Linked DNA regions of Sus scrofa: region 2 is linked to region 1. Evidence: chromatin contacts called from public HiChIP or PLAC-seq data. All regions are on one chromosome and are shown on one strand. The core of a region is the stretch at or near the end of the contact, and the rest is flanking DNA. Distances in the headings are between cores, read along the strand shown. Region 1 overlaps E2F2 (transcription factor E2F2). Region 2 overlaps ELOA (elongin-A).

Region 1 (7,969 bases), core at 2,404-4,903:
CAGGTCCTGGGTTTTGGAAGCAGGCTCCAAGGAGGGGAGATGGGGCTCTTGTGGGTTTGCTTTGTGTGAGTGGTGAAGTAATTCAGGTACAGGGATAAGACCACCCCTCTGCCCTAGAGGCATCTGGTCAGACCTGTGTCAGTCAGCAGGCATAGGTCTCCAGCCACCTCTGGCTACGGGCAGAGTCCCCCACTCCCTGCTGCTTGAATCCTGCTTTGCCCATGCTCAAGGCTTAAAACTTTTCAGGGCTCCTTCCTGAACATTATTTCCAACCAGGAGAAAGGAGCAGGAGGACTTTTCCTATTTCACAGGTCAAACAGCCAAGGGTAACAAGGACTCTGCACCTATATTTTATTCAGCATTTTACAGCCTAAAACAGTTTTGAAACCTATAAAGTAGGTGGTATCAGTGTGCAGGGAGGGAAATAGTCTTGCAGAGGGGATGGGACCTGTCCAAGGTCACACAGAGAGATGTATGACCCACAAGGCAAGTGATCATTAGTTTCTTCCCGCAGCCTTGACTTTCCCCAGTACTGCCTGATGTAGGAGCTGGGTGTCCCCACGGAGGGGGCTCAGCGGTGGGCCCAGTCTCTCCTCTGGCCAGCTGCTTTCAGGCAACCCGGCAGAGTTTCAGTAACAGCTGTGGTTTTGAACTGCTTCCCTCCCAGAGGAGTCGAGTGCATCTGTCCGTCCCTCCCTCCCTGAGAGGCTCAGTGATCACAGCAAGAATGACTCTCTTTTATTGAATGCCTCTGATGTGCCAGGCACTGCTTGGCACTCTTCGCTTTCGTTATCTTGGCCAAGATGCCTGGCAAGAGGCATCTTACAGATGAGGAAACTGAGCATAGACGTGAAGTCACTTGTCCAAGCTCCAACCAAGACATGGTAGCATCTCTTTGCATCAGACCACCCTCAAGGCATTTGGGGCCTAGAACCCCCCTCTCCTGTTGGTCCCCAGCTGCCCTGTGCCCCTGAGTCCCCTGGGCAGGCCTTGGCCCCCTGCTTACTCATTTTAACAGGGTGTGACCTGGAATAGCTCCAGACCCAACCCTGGGTGTGGCCCCTTGCTTTGTGGCCAGGCTGCAAAGTGCAGGGTGAGCAGGATTTGTTGGGGAGCTGCTGTTTAAAGGGACCTTAGGCACTGCCCAGGGATGGCAGCCAAGTTCAATGGCAGAATGAAGGCGGGAACCCAGGTCTCCAGAGCTCTCTCCGCCACCTCTGGAGAAAGTGTGGGATGTTCCTTGGTTAAGTTCCTACTGCGCCAGGCACGTGGCCTCACTCTATGCCTTTCCTGCAGGAACCTGTGACGAGGGTAGAATTCTGCATAATTTGTCTGTATTTTCCAAATTTCCTCTGAGAGCCAGGAAAGAAAATGAACATTTTAATGAAAAGCCTACAATGCGGGTCAGATGAGGAAATGAAGGCCTAAGGAGGGAGGCAGCAAGCCCCTCTCAGGCTACCAGGCAGAGCCGGGATCTGGAAACCAGGCTCTCAGCAACTTACACTGGCTCCTGCTCCCACTGTCTAGCTTGGGACTTGGGGCTTAGGCAACACCTGCTCCACTCCCTGTGTGACCTTGCGCAAGTCACTTCCCCTCCTTCGAGTCCCAGTCTCCTCACCTTGCTGCCCATCCAGGGGCAGCATCTGGGGCTCTGGCCCTCTCACTTTGAGGGCTGCCCGCTCTTCTCCCTTGGGGTTGGCAGAGTACTTTCGAATCCTAACCAGGCCTTTAAGAAACAGCCAAAGGGGCTGCCTAAGAGGTTAGAGGTCAGGTTAGAGCCAGCTGGCCTTTGCTCTTGGCACATCCCTGTTGCTTTTCAGTTCACCTCCAAGCTTTCCCTTTGTGGACTTTAGCGATTGCGGCTCCCCGCATGAGCAAGAGCTTTGAGCTGTGTTCTCAGTGGATCCTCGCCAGGAGAAGGTAGAGCGTCCCCGTTTTACAAGCAAAGCTCAAGAGGTCAGCAGACTTGTCCAGCTTACCCAGCCTAGTCAGGAACCCAGATGGCTTTGACTCCAAGCTCTGGGTTCAGCTTCTCCTTGGTCCTCATTCTCCTGGGCTTGGCCTCCGTCACTTCTGTTCTGCAGACTCAGGCCCATCCCTGATGAGCCGACTTTTCTCTGGGCAGTGTTCAAAAGGGGCAGAGAGACATTCTCGGGTGGGGGACATTTTGCTGCTCAGGGACCCTGAGAGCGCAGGATAAGGGTGAAGGAGAAGAAGAAAAGGGAGGGGGCTGGTGCGTGCGTGTGTGTGGTGTGTGTGTGTGTGTGTGTGTGTGTGTGTGTGTATAAAGTGATGGAGGCAGGTGGACATAACCAGGCCTTGTTTCAAATGTCAGCAAATTCTGGGCCAGTGTATGTGGGATGGAGCTGAGCAGCCTGATACATGGCTTTGGAGTCAGACAGACCTGGGTTCAAACTCTGGCTCTGCTCTTTGTCTGGGTGGCCTTGGGTGCGTGGCTTAACCTCTCTGAGCCTCCATTTCTCAACTGCCAAGTGAGATTACCATACTGAGTTAGGATGGGTGAGCGTGTGATAGGCCCAGTACAGGTATCCTGTCCAAGGTCCTCTCCTCCTCCCCGCCCTGTAGGTAGTGAGGTTCTTCTGGTGTGTTCTGTGAACTCAGCAGGGGCTGGCTTCTGTGGGGTGAGGGAGGTGGGTGGCACTGGGGAGACTCTGGGCTGCCACCTTTGCCTCATGTAGAACTCAGCCTTCCTCTCCTTGTCCTTGCTGTACCTTCTGAGGGATGGATGAAGGATTCTGGGATGGACAACCTTGATCAGGACTGATAAAGGCCTTGGAGCTTACCAGGTCTCAGCTGCTTCACCTGTGAAATGGGTGTTGGGAAGACTCAATGAGGTGATGAATATTGGGACTTAGTTAAAGGCAGGCGGAAGGTCTCAGTGAATGATTGGGACTTTATAGATTGGGACTAGAGCAGGTCCCTTTCCCTAGAATCTAGCATTTTACCAGTTGGGAGGTTAGAAAAGGAATATTCCATAGAGACTTCAAGAGGAATGAGCAGGGAAGTGTGGTGTTGGGATCCATCCAGGCCTGGGTAGGGATGGAGGAGAGGAGCGTCCTATCCAGGCTCCTCACATCAAGGAGCAGGAAGTCCAAGAAGACTTCCTGGAGGAGGCATGAGTAGAGGGGGAGGGAGCTGACAGCAGGAAGAACCATCACCACCCCCCACACCTGTGAGCCCAGCTGTGCTCAGCAGCGGTTAGAAGTGTCAGCCCTGCCGAGCATAACCTCACCACCAAAGGTTAAAATAGGCCTCTCTGTCTCAACCAGGTTGGGGTGACTGGGGGAAGGGGAGAGGAAGGAAATGGGCTCCATGACCCCCAGAAGAGTCTGTCAAGGAGGAGGCTGAGATTGGATTTTAGGGAAGGGACTCTGCATTTCCTGAGCAACTCCTGTCTACTGAGCACTTTACAAAACTTATCTCCTTGAATCCTCGCAACAGCCCCTTGCTATAGGCATCTTCTACCCCAATTTACAGAGGAGGAAACAGGCTCCTAGATGTGGAGCATTTCCCCAGATCACAGAGCAAGTCTGTGCAGGAGTGGGGAGATTCAAGCCCGGGTCTTTGACCTGCGCCCCAGTGCCCCAGCCCTGCCTCAGCCCAGCCCTAACAAGGAGAGAGGCCCCTTCCGGGCCAGCACAGCTTCTGGGCGTAATTGAGGCCGGGTGGCAGTGGGGTGGAGAGGAGCAGATGGGTCTGTGGTTTGATTTCCCCAGCAGGTGTTTCCCAAGCTTGGCGGGAACAGGGGGGGGGTGAGAAGGGGGACCTCAGCTGCTTGTCCTTAAGACACAGGGGAAGGATTCATTGTCTGCCCCTCTCAGCAAAGAAAGAATGGCAAATAAGAGTCTATTCAGGAGGCCTTGGGGCCCTTGAGCTGGAGCCCAAACATGGGGGTGGGGTATGTTTGCACTGCTTCCCAATGTGGGCACCACCCTGGGGTGTGGCACTGAGCCAGGAAGTCCCCTGGGCCTGGGCGGATGCCCAGCCCCACCCTGATAAGGACCAGCTGTGGGGCTGTGATGGGCACTTGGTCTGGCTGGGCCAGCTGCTTCTGCAAGGGGAGAGGGGGGAGGCGGCAGGGGAGGGGGGTGCTCCCCAGCCTGATGTGGTTTAGGCCCCACCCACTCCTTCCTCCCCATATCCTCCTGGGAGGTGGGGGGGAGAGGCGGATGTAGAAGTGACTTTGCGGCCTGTTATTAAGGAACCCCAAGTTAAAACCCCCTCTGGCTTTGGTCGTCTCAAGTGCCTGGGCCTCAGAAGATGGGAGTGTTGTGGGCCCCTCAGAACTAGGACTTCCTTCCCCTGAAATCTCACTTTTCAGGTCACTGATATTTCCTTACCAGGTACAGTGATTTTTCACCCAGGACTGGTGGGAAACTGATGCAGGAGGTGGCTGCTGGTGGCTCCAGGTGGAGGAAAGGCTAAAGAAGGAATGATTCTCAAACTCTGCCTCTCTCTCCCCAAGGCCAAAAGGAAGCTGGACCTGGAGGGGATCGGGAGGCCTGCGGTCCCTGAATTCCGGACTCCCAAGGGGAAGTGCATTAGAGTGGATGGCCTCCCCAGCCCCAAAAGTAAGCCCTGCTGCTGGGGTATCTAAGGGTAGGCTCAGGAGACTCGGGGTGGGGTGGGCAGGGACAGAGGGCAGCAGCCCTGCCCACATCACCAGGACTAATATCTGAGGCACACTGTCTGGTTTGCAAAGCACTTTCTCGTGTGTTTTCACTGGATCCTGCTTGGCAGGTGGATTATTTCCTTTTACTGATAAGGCAGCTAGAGACTCAGAGCTTCAGTGACTTACCCAAGGTCACACTGCTAGTAAGTGGAGTCAGGACCAGAACCTAGTTTCTGCCTCTTGATATTTTCAGTCAATATTCTGATTAGAGAGAGAGAGTTTAAGCAATTGTGTTAGGAAGGAATGCTAATTTGGCGAGGTTGGGATAGACAGAGACCTAATGAAGAAGGTACCTGACCGGTGGGAAGCGTGAGGGTCTGGAATTTGGGGGTCTGGGCAGGGCTCTGCCCTGACCTGACTGGTCACTTCTCTTCTGTGAACCTCAGTTGTTTCATCTGTAAAACAAGGCACAGCTAGATCAGGAATAGCAAAAAATTCCCTCTCCAGGCGATTAGTAGAGACTGCCCAGAGCTCTTTATTGAAGAATCCTAGTGTACTAATCAATTAGTAATGTCTGCCATAGATACAAAAATTGACAAAGCTGTCTGTGTGCCTAATACTTGCTTGTCTATATATTGAGATTCTAAAGTCCCTTCTAGAGGAATCTGAGACTCTCTAAAACTCAGTTTCCAGAACTAGTTTGACCATTAACTTTCTGTATGACTTTTGCAAGTCACTACATTGCAAAAGTCCTCTTGTGGTTTAAGATGCTGCAGCTGAGATGTGGTCTTGTGACATCAACCTCATTAAGAAAGGGACATTTTTCATGAACCTACCGCATGTGACATAATAGGACAGATTCCTCTCAGATAACCATTGGGCTACCATAGGGGAAAAAAGCAAGTCTTCACCTTGAATTTATACAGTGCTGTACACCAATTATATCTCATTAAAACTGGAAGAAAAAAATCAAGTCTATAAAGATGTTCTCAAATCCAAGCTTGTCATCCCTCCCTACCTTAATTCTGAATTCTTTTCTTTTTTTTTATTTTTTTATTTTTTTATTTTTGCCATTTCTTGGGCTGCTCCTGCAGCATATGGAGGTTCCCAGCTTGGGGTCGAATCGGAGCTGTAGCCACCGGCCTACGCCAGAGCCACAGCAACTCGGGATCCGAGCTGCCTCTGCAACCTACACCACAGCTCACGGCAACGCCGGAACGTTAACCCACTGAGCAAGGCCAGGGATTGAACCTGCAGCCTCATGGTTCCTAGTCGGATTTGTTAACCACTGAGCCATGACAGGAACTCCTTTTTTTTTTTTGAATTCTTGACATAACTGGCAGGATAGGGTGATGGTTAGGAAGGGACACACTCTGGAGCCAGACTGCCTGGATTTACATCCCAGCTTTGCCACTTTCTAGCTGAGTGGAGCTGGTTACTTCCTCTGTCTGTGCCTCAGTATTCTCATCTATAAAATGGGGCTGAATATACACCAAACTTATACGGTGTTATAAGGATTAAATTTTTTGTATATGGAAAGTGCTCAGAATACTTTCAGAAAGCGCTACACAGAGTGAGCATTTGTTATTGGTTGTGGGGTGGGCAGGTATGGCTGCCCTGAGCTTAGGTGGACAGGTGCAGTATTTGGTTTCCAGCCCTGATGCTGTCCCCTGATTGTGGGACATTAAGCAAGTCACTTTCCCTCCCTCATTATCAGTTTCCTTGTTTGGACAGTGGTGGTGAGTGACCCCCTCCCTCCCAGTGCTCTGTAAACTGGAAAGTGGGTGGTATGTAGTGGGTCCAGGTCAGTGGAGGAGGTTCCCCAGGGGGTCCTTTCAGATCAGACCCTGAGCCCCTTTCCTCTTCAGCCCCCAAGTCTCCTGGGGAGAAGACTCGCTATGACACGTCGCTGGGGCTGCTCACCAAGAAGTTCATTTACCTCCTGAGCGAGTCCGAGGATGGGGTCCTGGACCTGAACTGGGCTGCTGAGGTGCTGGATGTGCAGAAGCGGCGCATCTATGACATCACCAATGTGCTGGAGGGCATCCAGCTCATCCGCAAGAAGGCCAAGAACAACATCCAGTGGGTGTGAGTGCCTGGGCTGGAGCCAATGGCATCCGTGGGTGCACATGCTTGGGTGGAGCCAGGGGCAATATCCAGAGGCTGTGAATGCTGGCGGCGGGCCTCAGAGCAACAGCCAATGGGCACAGGTGCTGGTGGGGGAACCAAGGGCAGCATCCAATAGCCTTCCATAGGGGAGTGGAGCCAGTGTATTTAAGTAGGGGCGGAAGAGCAGGTATACATGCTGGAGCGATTGTAGGAGAGCTTGGCAGGGGCAGATGATGATTTCTAGGATGTAAAAAGGCTAAGAGGGAGTTCCCGTTGTGGCTCAGTGGGTTAAGAACCAGACAAGATGAGGATGTGGGTTCCATCTCTGGCCTTGCTCAGTGGGTTAAAGATCCAGTGTTACCACAAGCTGCAGAAGTCGTAGATGTGACTTGGATCTGGTGTTGCTGTGGTTGTGGCATAAGCCAGTGGCTACAGCTCCAATTTGACCCCTAGCCTGGGAACTTCCATATGCCACACATGCAGCCCTAAAAAGGCAAATGAAAACAAGTCTAAGAGGACCCCAGATTCTCTTGAGTCGGGGATCCCAGGATTCATTTCTTCTAACTTAGGAAAGTTCCCTGAGATCTGAGCAGTAATAACCCAGACTCCTTCCAGCTCTGAGATGTAAGTACTCCAGACTCCCTCACTTCTGCAGGGGCTTAAAGAACAGAGCTGCAACCTCAGGTGTGAAGTCTAAGAGAAGCCAGGCAGAGGAGTCAGGACTGATCTCACTCCAGCTCCCTGCCATTTGGGGAAGCCTGGGGCATAGGGTGGATGTACATGAAAGCCCCCCAAAAGTGGGGTTGGGCCCTGACTTGTTTCTTTTCCCTAGCCCAACCCCCAAACCTCAAGTCCCAATTCCTGGGAGCTAGGTGGGACCACTGATTTGCACAACCCGGGAGGCACCATCATAGACCGCTCGAATGACCCCTTCCTAGAATTTCGCCCTCACCATGTGTGCAGCTTTGCACAGCAGCCCTGGGGTTGGGGTCCCTGGATGTGACCTGAGACTGACACTGAGGGACTGCTCTGTTCCCAGAGGCAGGGGACTCTTTGAAGACCCCACCCGGCCTGGGAAGCAGCAGCAGCTGGGGCAGGAGCTGAAGGAGCTGATGAGCATGGAGCAGGCCTTGGACCAGCTCATCCAGAGCTGCTCTCTGAACTTCAAGCACCTGACGGAGGACAAGGCCAACAAGAGATATCCTTTTTGGTTGAGGGGAAGGGGTC
Region 2 (7,969 bases), core at 3,350-5,849, 180 kb before region 1:
AGAAAAAGGGGTTTACATTTAAGTTAAAAAAAAATACCAAAATGAGTATTTCCTATGCTCATAATCGAAACAATTCACACCACACACAGTATGAACAAAGCAGGGGAAAGGAGGCACTGGCCGTTAGACCAACTGTGGGCAAGGCACCACATAGGCTACATCTAATCACAAAGTGCCATGCAGCAGTAATGGCATTAAAGGGGTGCAAATACTAGTTTTGAAATACCTGAGCAGGAGCCCCAAGTTACTTACTCTTCACAGTCGGTTTCCTAGGGTCATAGGAAACAGTGTTGCTGATCATAGGTGCAGAGTGGACACCGCTTGTGCTCGGGCCGTCATAGGCTGGCTCCTCCGGGCTAGCGTTAAAGCTGTTGCTGCTGCCACTGCTGAAGGGTGCACGGCTGCTTCCTGCAGGGTACGGTGCCGGCTTGATCCTGGGACACAAAGCAAAGCTGCTAGTCAAGAGTAAGAGAGGTCTGCCCTTGGTACCAAGAGCCTGAAGCTGGCTGGTCCGAGGACTCAGGTCTGTGGCCTGGACCAATGGACCTAGTACCTTCGATTATGCTGATGGCTTGGAAGTGACAATGGTAACAGCCCTTTAGAATGAATGATGATCTCAAATGACTTTTCAGTGTTTAGGTGTAAATCTGTATTTTGAAAATGCCAGTGTACTTAGATAGCTGTGTCATCGTGGTAACATTTTTACTGTTTCAATGGGGGAAGGGAAAGCATTAGAGGATGTTTCCCAGTAGCCAGGCCCTTTTCTCCATTTAATTATGACCCCTTAAGGGGCAGGAATTATTATCTGGCCCACAATGCAGTCAAGGAAGCTGAGGCTCAGGGAGGTCAAGTGCCCAGCTGGTTAAGGTCAGCCTCCAGAACCCACTCTGCAAGGCCATGCTTTCACCCCCAAATTGCTTCCTGTCCCCAGGCTGCCCCTTCAGGCTAAATGACAAGATCCTGGGCTCTCTCCCTGAGCAGGAAGGAACCACAGGAGCAGAGGTCTTACCGGATTTTCTCAGGCACAGCTGCTCCTCCTGTTCCAAACTTCTCTTGCCTCCTTCGAACATCACGAGGTGGTTTGGCCACAGAGTTGACAAAGGCCATTTTTGCTTGTCGGCCTGTGGAGAAATGGAGGTTAACACCGGCCTTCTTCAGCTGAGATGCTACTGTTATTTCAATAATCTATGCTATCAAAAGATAAAGGTTTTGCAAATCCCTCCAGAGGTATGGGATTATCAACCCTGGAAGCCCCTCTCTAGGGCAGCATGGGCGGTGGTGGAAGAAGCATGCCACCTCTGCCCTCTTCCGCAAACGCAAGAGATCCAGGGTTCAGAGATTCTACCTCAGCCAAGCCCACCAAAGCCCTGCTGTCGATCAGAACACGGGCTCACTGCTCTGCTAGACTCATCCTGCCCCCTTACCTTTGGGCTTATTGGCGTGTGCAGATCGGATATTCTTTGTGAGGACTCGTAGCCGCTGCTCTCGGGCATCCTGAAGCCGTAGGTACATTTCCCGCCACGACTCATACTCTTCTGGCCTTTCATCCTTAAAGTCTCGGTGACAATGGACTTTCCATAATTGATCTGTTTCTTCAATTAATACCTAAAATCAAAACCAGGATGTCATTTACATGCAAGCACTCTTATACATCTCTTTTCCATCCTTAATCACCCAGGGGTGACAGGTTCCTAATGATGTTTTGGTCCTCATAATAGTAGTAATATATTAAAATACCACAGTTCTAGGAAAAAACCCAAATCACTGAATTAAAAAAATGTTAAGTGTAAGGCACTATACTAGCTGCTTTGGGGGGTTGTGGGGCTAGGAAAGAAGACAATACAAAAATTAGTTTAAGATCAGTCTTTCTCCTTTAGATAATCAGTGCAGGGCATGACCTGGGATGAAGTCAAATCCAGCCATTTCCCCAGCACTACACTAAACTGCAATGGCCAGGGGCCACCTAAGAAGGATATGTTATAGATCCCTCAGAATTAAAAAGAGTGGATGCAATCAAATGAGCATCTTCAGCATCAGGAAGATTTGGGGGGTAAATCTGCTGGTCTCTAGGAGACACCCAGCCAATCTGTGCTCTTACATTCACCAGACATCTGGGGGTCAACAAAGAGCTCTGTCCCTGCCTGGCATCCCAGGGGCTGTGCTGCCAGAATTCTCTCTTGACTTCCTAAACGAGGCAAGCTCAAGGGAGGTATGGGAAGTGGTCTCTGCCTTCCCATGGAGCCCTAGCTACACTCCTACTACCTTTTAATCCTACCTTGATGCTAGCCCAAGAGGCTCACTTAACATGCCAGAAGCAGGTGCTAAAAATAAGCTGTTTAAAGGCCCAGAGGCAAACTCAGAACAGTGATCTGACCACCACCTGCCCATCACTGTGGCCGATTCAGAGACAAAGCTATTTCTGGAGATACAAGCCAGAAAACTGCCCTCTTCCCATGCAAACAGGATACTCACATGATTGTATTCCTCTATGCGATACAACTGATCAGGTGTACACCTCTCTAGAACAGGTTCAAGAACAGAATACGGGACGCCTCCCACTTCAAAGATTGCTGCAAAGAATCAAAGGAGAAAAGCACTGAGTAGCGGCCAAGTCACCGGTGTTCCAGTGCCACAACGTGCTTACGAGCCAAGGGAGAAGCATGGGACTTACAGTCGATGTTGTTTTTAAGTACTCGGATGCACTGCTCATGCAAGGTCATCATCTTGGGAAGATAGGCACACTTGGAACCAGAATATACTTGCATCTTAGAATTCATTCTTCGTCCCGTGAATCCAGCTTCTTCCTCTTCCTGGGGTGAGGAGAATGCTGTGGTATGAGGAAAGCAGGAATGTAAGTTTAAAAAGGCACTGAGTTATCTAGTGAAAACTCTCCTTCCCATCCCATTCCTCAGCCTCCCAGTTTCCTTTCTCAAAGGCAACCAATGCTATCAGCTTCTTGTGTATCCTTCCAGGGAGTCTATACAAAAATAAGCTAATATTTTACTCCTTTTTAACCAATTAATATACTATCATCATTTTGTCATTTACATTTTAGAAATGACTCCACATCAGTATATAGACTTTCCACTTTTTTTTTGGGCCACACCCATGGCATATGGAAGCTTCCTGGCCAGGGATCGAACCCTTGCCCACAGCAGGGACCCCAGCTGCTACAGTGATAATGCTGGATCTTTAACCTGCTGCACTGCAAGGGAACTCCCTAGACTTCTTTTTAAGCCCCTGGAGAATGTACAGAATAAAGGGATCTTAGTAAAAGGAACAGTTAAGATCAGTGAACACTTACTCTGTGGAAAAACCCAGAGCTCAGAGCGTTACTGGTATTATCACTTTCAATCCACCTAATAGGCAGATACATTAATCCCATTTACAGACTAGGAAACTGAAGTCCAAGGAAGTTGTTATGACCCCATTTCACATAACTTCTAGTAGAATTCAGAGCTGGGAATTCAAACCCAAGAACTCCAGAACCTGTGTTCTTAGGAAATGTACCAAAATCTGATGACAGATCATGAATGAATTTTTAAGATCCTACTTCCATCAAAACCAAAAAAAAAAAAACAAGAAGAAGATACAGAAAATTACCTCTTCGCTTTGGTTGAAAGGAAGATATCAAGTCAAGGGGAGGAAGCGGACGGTAATTGGCCTGTATCACAGGTAATGGAAGGTCTGGTAACACTGGCAACACCTCACTGGGGACCTGCAGAGAAAAGACAAGTGACTGGAGGGCCCCTTCCCAAGCACAGCTCTTTCCTACAGTCAATGCCCAGCAATGCTCACAGGGCAGATAACTGCCCAGGCAGACCCAGCCTGGAGAAGGGCGGCAGCCAGGCCTGACAACCACTTGAGTCAGGAGATACATGCGATGGGCCCAGCACAATGAGACACTTCAGAAAATACTGTGCTTGGGTCCTACAGACCCTGGCACTAGAGAGGCTGGAGGAAATTACTTCGAACTGAAATTCAACAGGCCACCATGGAGACGCCAGCCAAGCAAAATGGCGATGGGGCGGGTCCTGGGAGCTCCACAGGCCCAGGTGCTCTGACAGGGAAGGGGCTACAGGGGTTACCTTTTTCGGTTTGGCTGAATCGGCTCCGGCTGGCAGAAGCTTCTCCAACTTGTTTTCATTCACCTTAGGTAATTTCTGAACTGAGTCCGAGTTTTTACTAGTGCTTTTGGAATCATTTTTTTTAAGTCCTTTTTCTCCAAGAGCTGTGGTTGACGTCTTCACAATCTTTTTCTTCTTCTTCCGGGGCTGGTCATAGCTGAGGTATGACTCAAAAGACATGGTGGGCTGCTCGAATTCATCATCTACATCTGCCTCTTCGGCTTTGGGTAAGGAGCCCACGGACTTTCTATCTGAATGAGAAGGTTTTGCTTTCCCTTCTTGAGTCTTTAGGTTGTTAGAAACCTTCTCTTTCACCTTGGGCAGCAGGTCTCCTGCCCCCTTGCCAGTGTCTAAGCCTTCTAGACTTTGCTTGTTTTTGTCTGATTTGGTTTTCTCTGGGTCTCTATGTTTTGGCTTTTTAAGGTGGTTGTCTGAAGCCACGTCCAAGGCGGGTGAAACCTTTTTCTTGGTACCGCCCTCTTTCTCCTTCTCTTTCCTGACGCCACTAGAGGGCGGTTTCTCCTTTGCACTGTCCCCAGAGGGCAGCCTCCGGTTTTCCTCTTTGGAGAGGGCCTTGTGTGATTTTTCTCTGCTCAAAGAAGACTTCTCGTCTCCTTTGGCCTCCACGGGACGTTTTTCTTTATGGGAAGATCTGTGCTCCTTGCTCTGACTCATGACTTCTCTTCCCTGGGCTTCACCCAGGTGGCGTTCTTGGCTGACCCCCAGTCTGTCCTGAAAGGCATTACCGTGGCCTTTGCCAGGCTTCTGGTGTGGAACAAAGGGCTCGTGGTCCTCCTCCAGGGATCTGTAATGGTCCCCAGACATCTGATGAGGGCTGGTGGATGATGGAGGGGACTGAACATGGCCGTAGTCGGAAGACTCGTGGTCTGAAGAGTAAACTGGAGAGGCTCTGTGGTACCTCTTTCTCTCGTCTCTCCTCTCCTGACTGTGAGATACTTTCTGAGGCCGCTCGAGCTCTGAGAGTTTTCTGTGTTTCTTCTGTCTATTATCAGGACTATACGATCGGCTCCCAGAGGCTTTCCAGCTTTCTGGGTAGTCCCCCTCCCCCTCCACCTCCTCCTCCTCCTTAAGGGCATCCCTAGGACGCTTTCGAGAATTGCTCTTCTCCAAGTCCTGTTCATCAGGCTCGGGGTTTCTAGAATAAACGAAAAAGCAGATACAGCAGATATAAATCTCAAGGGTAATCCTTGCTTAGCACAGTCACAGAAACTGAATCCACGAAAGAGATGAGTGTACAGAGTGAGAAACAAGGTCTTGGGAAGAAGGTAAATGATTTCGGCTCAAAGACACTCAGCTAAGTTTTAAAATAGGGAAAACACAAATATTCAGTAAATGGAAAAAGACGAGTTTAGCTACAGGATACAAAGATCAAATAACTTGTGGATGTGAAAATGCTTAAAAACCTTTTCAACACAGGGAAATACCTGTTACATAAAAGGGGGGCTGTAATTTATATTAGATTTATTCACAACTATGTATAAATGCCTTTATTTACTTATTTGCCTTGTTAGGGCCAAACCCTCAGCATACGGAGGTGCCCAGGCTAGAAGTCAAATCAGAGCTGTAGCTGCCAGCCTACACCACAGCTACGTGGATTCTGAGTTGCATCTGCAACCTACACCACAGCTCACGGCAATGCCAGATCCCTAACCCACTGAGCAAGACCAGGGATCAAACCACGTCCTCAGGAAACTAGTTGGGTTCGTGACCATTGAGCTATGACAGGAACTCCTGAAAATGCCTTTTAAGAACAGGTCAAAAAGAAACATTCCAAAACGTCAATAATGCTTCTCTTTGGATGGTAGAATTATTAGAAATTTTTATTCTTATTAGTATTTTTTTAATGTTTTCTAATATTCTATAATGATCATGAATTATTTTTTTATAAGTGAGGTAGAATAAATATTTTAAATAAGAAAGCAGAGAAGGAAAAACAAAGAAAAACTTTTCCTACCGTTCCACAGGAACCAGCTTTTTCCACTGGGCCACTAGGTCCCTGGCAAAACTTCCAACGTGCTCATGTTTTCGCAAGCTATTGACCGTCTTCCCAACTCCAGTCTCCTACAAAGTTGACAAAGGAATTGTTACAAGGTTGTGGAACTAGGCTCACAAGTTTCTAAGGAAAGAAGGCCTTTTACTTTTCAACAAACCAATACTTCCTTCCAAAAACATACCTTCCAAGTCTTAGTACAAGATTACTTTGTATCTATGCCCCCAAGCTCTGATGACACAGTAGCAAAGCATACCAGATTCAAAAGAGGTAAATACTAAATGAAAACACTTCTAGAACTTTCACAATAATAACAAGAGTGATCATGGCAGGTGTCAGGCACGGAGCTAAGAGCACTACATACAGTGTCTGAATTAATACTTAAGAACAACTCTGAGAGGCAGGAACCTGCCCATTTCATGACGGAAGAGCCTAAAGTTAGTTAAGAACTTGGATTTGAATTTAAAACTAGAGGCCAAAGCCAATATTCTTTTAACTTTTAGGAAAAAAATTTGAGATAAAATTGGTTTTTTTAAAATTCATTATTGTAATCATTTTAAAGTGTACAGTTCAGTGGTTTCCAGAATACTCACAATACCACACAAACCACCACCACTAATTCTAGAATATTTTCATCACTCTAAAAAGAAAACCCTGTTCTTCCCAATTCCCCACCACTCCTAGCAATCACTAATCTACTTTCTATCTATGGGTTTGCCTATTCTGGACATTTCATATAAATAAAACCATACAATACATGGCTTCTTCTGGTTCCTTTCACTTCTAAAGCCCCTGCTCTTAAGGTTACTGTACAATATTTCCCATTGGGAAGGGTCTGGGATATTTACATGATAGCTAAAATTACACAGTTCTTACCGCAAGAATGTCTACTGTAATAGGCAAGGCAGAGAGTTTCTTCAAATATTTCAATAGCTGCAAAGAGAATAAAATAAATGTTAATTTCTATAAAATCATAATTATTCGCTGGAACAAATAAGAGTAATATCTAACGGTTAAGTGAGTACTCTGTTCTGTTATACAGTATTAAGCATGGTTATTACCCACATTTTACAAGTGTGAAAACAGGTTCAAAAAAGTTAAGTTACTTGCTCCAGGTTGCAAGTAGGGCAGGGTTCTCTCAAGCCTGTGGCTTTAGATTCCGTGCTTTCTCAACCACTAGGCTGCACCAAGAGGAAATAAGACTTAGAGAAGAGAATCAAACCTATCAGCTCTAACAAAAGTCATTAGCAACTATCATTCTGCCCCAGTTCTGAGAGAGAATTTCTGAGAAAGGTGCCAATTTAAGGAAATTACTCATGGACCCAGCATACAGAAAAGTGAAAAGGAGAAGAGGTCTCTATAGGAACAGGTGATCGTGTTTTCTGGAAAAGTCATAATGTTGAATAGAATTGGGTTTTTTCACTTGTTGTGTTTTGCTTTTGATATAAGTGGGAAGCCAAGAATTTCAAGCTGCTAGAATCAGAGCTTTGCCATTGCTAATGGTGACTACAAAATGTCTGGGTAGATAAAAGAAGTGATCTGGGTTTGGCCACACTTCCTTTCTTTTAAACTAGGTCGAAATCAGGATAGCAGAGCTGTTAAGAGAGAGTTCCAGAGTCAGAGACAGGCTTCAGTATGGCTCTGCCGAGTCCTTGCCAGATGATCTTGTGCAAGTCACTGACCTCTCTGAACCTCAGTTTCTTCATCTGCAAAACAGGAACTGACTCCTGTCTACTTCACAAGCTGTTAGGATTCAGAGGCAAAAACTACAAGCAGTCTTTATCAATAAGGCCTGGAATGCTATACAAGCGCAATAAATGCTGCTGCTTAA

What was found. HiChIP or PLAC-seq counts read pairs in DNA pulled down with a chosen protein or histone mark.
Region 2: an H3K27ac HiChIP or PLAC-seq map of alveolar macrophages shows a contact between it and region 1. The contact joins two enhancer-like sites. A contact is called at or near these places in 1 of 5 promoter capture datasets (liver), 1 of 47 Hi-C or Micro-C datasets (liver) and 1 of 2 datasets of contacts at active chromatin or transcription factors (alveolar macrophages).

What each region holds. Positions count from the first base shown.
Region 1 is chr6:81,389,230-81,397,198 of Sscrofa11.1, reverse strand. E2F2 (transcription factor E2F2) reads left to right here. Exons shown (of 7, transcript XM_021095527.1): 2 at 4,487-4,592; 3 at 6,502-6,721; 4 at 7,782-7,940. Among named protein-coding and RNA genes, the nearest start is that of E2F2, 5.6 kb to the left of the region's middle. Within about 2 kb of position 3,653, at least 19 of the 83 cell types and tissues checked have an H3K27ac peak or open chromatin away from gene starts, as enhancers often do. A contact at or near this core is called in alveolar macrophages, where this site is marked.
Region 2 is chr6:81,570,556-81,578,524 of Sscrofa11.1, reverse strand. ELOA (elongin-A) reads right to left here. Exons shown (of 11, transcript XM_003356197.4): 2 at 7,015-7,071; 3 at 6,103-6,209; 4 at 4,089-5,283; 5 at 3,604-3,718; 6 at 2,672-2,827; 7 at 2,473-2,570; 8 at 1,425-1,605; 9 at 1,010-1,121; 10 at 253-434. Among named protein-coding and RNA genes, the nearest start is that of ELOA, 9.7 kb to the right of the region's middle. Within about 2 kb of position 4,599, at least 8 of the 83 cell types and tissues checked have an H3K27ac peak or open chromatin away from gene starts, as enhancers often do. A contact at or near this core is called in alveolar macrophages, where this site is marked.